2 separate regions of the Sus scrofa genome follow, and region 1 is linked to region 2. The links are chromatin contacts, called in public Hi-C maps. All regions are on one chromosome and are shown on one strand. Each heading gives the region's core, a stretch centred on a gene start, on an enhancer-like site or on the middle of the called end of the contact. The rest is flanking DNA. Distances are from core to core; before and after follow the strand shown.

Region 1 (2,821 bases), core at 184-2,683, 210 kb after region 2:
AATTTTCATGTCCGTCTTCTCTCCTGGACTTCACATGTGCAGGACTGATTGCACAGTGGTATTGCAGAGGGTGGAACAGAGCAGGCAGCAGGAAATGCGAGAGCAATGGGATCTGGAAGGATAACTGAGCACTTCCACACCACAGTCCCATGCATGCTATTCAATAAGCATCCATTACTTCTAGTAATGGAAAGGACACTCAACTACAGCTTAAAAGATTGGGGGGACCAGTTCTGGTGCTAGTATTTACAAGCTAAGTAGTCATGTGAAATCATGCTTAAAAGATTTGGGGGAACCTGTTCTGGCTCTGATATTTACTAGCTGAATAACGATGGGAAAACATACTCATCTATATTTATTGCAGACAGATTGTATACCAGGCACTGTGCTATGTGTTTCACTTGTAAAAACATTTGATTCTTACAAGAGCCCAATGAGATACATTCTATCATTTTTCCTACTCATAAATGAGGAAACAAACACAGAGAAGTTCAAAATCTTATAACCTAACATTTGTCTAAGCAGGGATTTGATACATGTAATCAAACTCTAATGCCCAGGTGTAATTACCATGATATTCCACTTACCTGTCTTTTAGGCCTCACTGCCCTGAAAAATGGACATGTTGGGTCAGACAATGTCTAGATTTCTTTCTGGCTTTAAAAGTTAAGGTTTGAGTTATATGAATTATACTTGATACACTTAGGGTCAGTTTGTGTTCAGAAACAAACCATTTCCACTCAGAAGTGGTCTTAGAGAACTGAAATCAAAAGAACAAATGCCTGAAATCTGGTTTTATTTCCTGGCCATTGCTTGCATTTCTGTCAAGTTGGACCATACTATTCACTGTTCCAACAAGAATGTCCTTCCATCTCCGTCTATTGAAATTCTATACAGCCTTCAAAAGCCAGCTGGAATGCCACCCCCTTCAAGTAGCTGTTCTCAATCCTTGAATATTTAGAATGGAGATGTATTAGACTGTTGGGGGTTGGGATCTAGGCAAAATAATCTGTGCTAATAAGAGGAAAAGATGTAGGATAAGGAAAAGAAAGGGTGGAGGGAGACACTTGGAGATGAGGAAGGGTAAGGGGGCTGAACCAGCAAAGCCTTCCCTGAGATAGACAACTGTGAAACCACCAGAGTTCTACTCGATGGTACCCAGCCAAGTGTGAGGTGGAGATTAAATGAGGTAACACAGGTGCAATATCTAGGATGGTATCTAGAGAGACAACAACATGATAGTTCCAATAATAATTAATAATAATAACAACAATAGTTCGAAATTCCATCACCTCCATAGGAATCTGCTCACCTCCTTGCTGGAGAAAGCTGCCATCCTGACCAGGAAGGAGTAGGATATGCAAAGGTGAGAAGAGACTGGAGGGTGTGTGTGGGGGCGGGAGGAGAGGTCAGGAGGAGGTATATGGGAACACAAAGGGAAAAATGACAGCTGGAGGTAAGAGAGAAAAAGGAAACATATGGGGGTCATGGTAGAACAGAGGATAGAAGGAGAAATGGGAACAAAAGGCAAAGAGAAAAAGAGGAAAGGAGTTCTGGGGCTTGAAAAGAAAAATCTGTGCTGCCCAGGCAGAACCCGACCCCAGAGGAAGAGTCCCAGAGGTAACCAAGTGAAGCACTCAAGTCCAGAGCGCTCTCAGCTCCCTTCACCTTTCTAGGTTCTGATCTGTATTGGTGGGGTTCTGACCCCTGCCCTCTGCATCTTGTCCATGTGGTCTACCCCTGGGTGGTCCTGGAGGCTAGAGGAAGGAAGGAGCCAGGGGATTCCTTCTGGCTTTGGGAGGTATCTCCAGCCATAGCTGCACGTCCTTCATGGCTCCAGCTCCCCCTGGACAAGCCCTTCATGGTCCCCCCAGCCCTAGTGGGGGAGGCATCCAGGAGTTGCTAATCTCAGGGTTGCCTCACCTTCCCCTAGTTGTAATTCTAGTTCTTTTCCACAGCTTTGTAATTAATAATCTGGGTTAAATTATCACTATTGAAGAACCTGGGAAGGAAAACTTCACTTTCATTTGGATTCAAAGTTCAAAGACAGCTTTCCCAGGAGGGCTGGAAGCAGCACAGCTAGTGAGAGAAAGAAATCCAGCCACCCCAAGAGTTAGGAAGGGTCATTTCTCCAGTGTTTGATTGGAAAGTGATGAATCCACAGTGACTGCCAGACAAGAAAAGACTCAGCCAGGGAATTGTCTATAAAAACAACTGGATTTGTGGCCATTTGTGTCTATTCCTTCATGATTTATCATACTCTCTTTGATCACCTTGAGCCTCAGCCTAAGGAACATCTCAGTAGTATTCCTCCAAGGATTATTAAGTGCCCATGATGAGAATAGAGGGCACAGAGCTAGGGGTGTTGAGGTGGAGACACACTGGGAGGGCATTCTCAGTTTATGGAAATGTTTGCTTTCTGCAAGATAAGGTTTGTGGATGGTCTATCAGGAGACTCTCTTGACAGAGACTGTCTTGAGTTTTTGCAGTCCCAGCAGAGCTGCAGACACAATTTTATTCTTTGAGCATTCACCTCTCTCTCATCCCCAGAGCCCTGTTAAAACCAGGTTCCTGTTCCTAGGAATCCACAGCCTACTGGGGGCAGAGAGTGGAGACACGACTGACCCTCAAGCCAAGCAGATAGCACAAGGGGGATTCTGCACAGGGGTTGAGGAGGCTGCACAGAGATAGTAGGAGATGGTGGACGAGCTGAGTCCACGCGAGTTTGACAAGTGGAAGTGGCTGTGGGTTTTCTGGCAGAGAACAGATCAAGATCAAAACCAAGTTTGAAAGGGCAGGGAGGGGCAGCTGAGGTGCTGTC
Region 2 (2,982 bases), core at 243-2,742:
CTTTTAACTCAGAAGACTCCAGTGGTAAGTTTTAAGCTCTAAAATGTCAATGCCAGTGTCTCTCAGGTGCCCCACTAAGCAGAGCTCATGAAACAGACGGTCTTGTCCCAGGAACTACAGCTCACTAATGCATGTTTCATCTGTGGTTAGTAAGTAATGAAAGTTCACCCAGCAATACATTTGTCAGCACAGAAAGAGGCCACAGTCAAAGAGTGATCACAATGACCACAAACCACATCAGTGAGAAAAAGGAGGCTCCCTTGCTTGGGATTAACTTGGCAGTATATGACATCAGGAATTCACTGGACACGTTTCTCTTTCTGAGTCTGTCAGTCAGAACATGGTTATAGGACATTCAGTGATTGATTCTGAATCCAGAGGTCATAGTCTTGCCAAAGAATTATTTCCTACAGCTTCTCCCATTGAAGTTGCCTCTTTATCGGTTCGAATTTGGTAAAGAAATGTCATTGGAATGGTTGCATTCACTTTGTCTCTCTCCTCTCCTTCCTGCCTGGCACCTCCACCTCCAAGCTCCCTCTGGTGAATTTCATGGACGGTCCTTACCTCGGCCTCGCGCTCTTTCTCAATTTTCCACTGTTGTTCTCCCAGGCTCACAAAGTGGGCCGGAAGGGTTTTCAGGTCCTCTTGCTTCTCTAAAGTGACAGCAGCTTCATACTCTCCATCTCTGAAATCCTCAGGAAGGAACTCCCCAGCATCCCCACCGCCGTTCTTCTTCCCTGTAACCTGCAAGGGAAGGAGACAGCAGGGTCAGAAGTAGCAGGGCCTGTCCTGGGGTCGTTCTCCACAGAGGATGCGGCGAGAGCCCCTGGGCCTCCCTCTCTGCTGACAGTGGCCTCCATGCCCCACACTCTCAGATGGCAGGCCGCGATGCCTTGCTTCAGTGTTCTGGGATTATCTTCAAATGCTTGTCCTCCTGTCTTGGCTAAATCAAGGTTTAGGTTAGGTTGATGTATTTAAATCTACTTTTAATCCACTTAATCACATTTTTTCCTAGCAAAATCATAACAACCTCCCCCCACCCCGAGATTATTTAAAATTCTTTCATTTTAGGTACTTTTGATGATCCCTTGCCTTGCGTAGTAGCTTCCAGATATATATTCTTGCAATAGAACTTCTCCCCTAAGGCATTTTGGATAACTATATGTGATTCCACACTTTAGTAAGAAAACCGAAGAAGATAATAAATAGGAAGTAGGTAGAGAATTCATTCCTGGCAACTCCATCTTTTCCAGTTTCACTTATTTCACCACATAAACCAACCATTTTCCATATATGACACATTCAGAGTACCTATGCATTATGCCTGAAAGAAAAGGGCATTTCAATTTTCAAATAAAAATCAAGGCTGCACTGTTTTCCACTGTGTAAAATAATGCCTTACATACCAGCTCTTCTACTTTCAGAACCATCATGTTGACCTGAAGTTCGTCTGTATGGTTTTCTTCTGGGGGATGAACCCTGGAGTCAGCCCTTGGGAGCCCCTCCACTGCCGTCAGTTTATATAGCTAGGGCCGGGTGAGATAATCTTCCAACCTGGGAACCCAAGTAACAGCCCGCCCCCTCCTGTGGCCAACTCAGAGGCAGGTGAATTCTCATTCCAGACTCAGTGTCTGGGAAGCAGGAGAGGGAGGGGAGGGCAAGTAACCCCACTGAATATGTGAATCAGGAAGAAATGTGAGAGGGCCATTCCTTTGTCAGTGACCGCACCGCTCAGCAATGCAAGTCATCCTATTTATCGGGAAGCCAGGGGACAGCTGTCTGTTGACATTGCACCACACCGCTGCTCCTTTTCCTTCTTTGTCAGCTTTCATATGACCAAGCCTATCAGGAAAATGTAAATGCCCCGTGTATCACACCCCCAATAATATCTTTCTGATAACCAGACTTATCAACACGTCACTTGGGGGAAGTGTTGCTTTAGGACATCCTATTCCCGTGGGCAAACAGCCCAAGAGGAAAGGATCTGGGTCCTAATGGCCCTTGTCTATATCTGTTTGGAATTCTCTGGAGTGATGTCTGGGGCTAAAAAGGCCCCATGACATGCCACCTACCATCATTATAAGAAATTGAAAGCATTCAGTAACGCACTTCTGTTTTATGGTGTCACTGGCCATAATTAGCACATGACATGCTTTCTGCCTTCTAAAACAGCATACTTACTGGAGCAAGTAGTACTCAAAAAGTTTCTGAAATGTCTTGAGATAGGTTGTGTGAGACAACCTATGTAGTTATGGTACGACCTTGATTCGATCAGAGAGCCAGCGTTCTCAGGTGCTGTGGATAAAAGACTCACCTGTCGGAGCTTGTCAAAAAGACACATCCCTGGACCCCACTGTGGGACATTCTGAGTCGCTTTATGGTGAGTTCCTAGGAATCTGTATTTTTTTCAAAGCACTCAGCAATTCTGATGCATCAGGGTTTGAGACAGGTTGCATAGGAGCTGAGAGCTTTGCTTTGAGGTGCGGTGAAAATCCGTTTCTGGTTTCTCATCTCTGAGGTGTTAAATTATGTAAAAATATTTAGGTCTCCTTACAGTTCAAGGAGATACTGGAATTATTATCTCCATAGCCATTTAAACAACCCCTCCTTTGTTTTTCAGTAAAAGAAAGGAGGGCAGAGTGAGAGAAAGGGAGTCGGAATGGAGAAGTGTGTTAATTAGGATATTACATTGGCCTTTCTGTGTCCGTCACTCCCACAAATGTACCCACTCAACAAACACAGCTGCCATTCTCTTCCTCCTTGAACTAAGCAGCCCAGGGATGATTTTTCTGGAACTTTCAGAATGAGATATTGACACCCCCCCCCAAAAAAAAAAAAAAAAAACCAAAGGGCTGGTGAAGAAGGACCCTCCCAACAACTCCTGTGTGTCTGTTCTGGTCTCCTAATGTTCTATCCTAAAGGAGTTTTACTTAAAGGAAATTTACTGGTGTTTCCTTTGAGGTAGAGACAACTATTGCCATT

What was found. Hi-C and Micro-C count contacts between places; a contact is called where the count stands out from the background.
Region 1: a Hi-C map of fetal skeletal muscle shows a contact between it and region 2, with 2.0 times the contacts expected there. The contact joins the promoter of PCGF5 here to the promoter of ANKRD1 in region 2. A contact is called at or near these places in 6 of 47 Hi-C or Micro-C datasets (embryonic fibroblasts, fetal heart ventricle, fetal skeletal muscle and 3 more) and 1 of 2 datasets of contacts at active chromatin or transcription factors (skeletal muscle).

What each region holds. Positions count from the first base shown.
Region 1 is chr14:102,825,707-102,828,527 of Sscrofa11.1, forward strand. PCGF5 (polycomb group RING finger protein 5) reads left to right here and starts at 1,434. Exons shown (of 10, transcript XM_021073244.1): 1 at 1,434-2,821.
Region 2 is chr14:102,611,346-102,614,327 of Sscrofa11.1, forward strand. ANKRD1 (ankyrin repeat domain 1) reads right to left here and starts at 1,493. Exons shown (of 9, transcript NM_213922.1): 1 at 1,407-1,493; 2 at 565-744. The coding sequence starts at 1,433.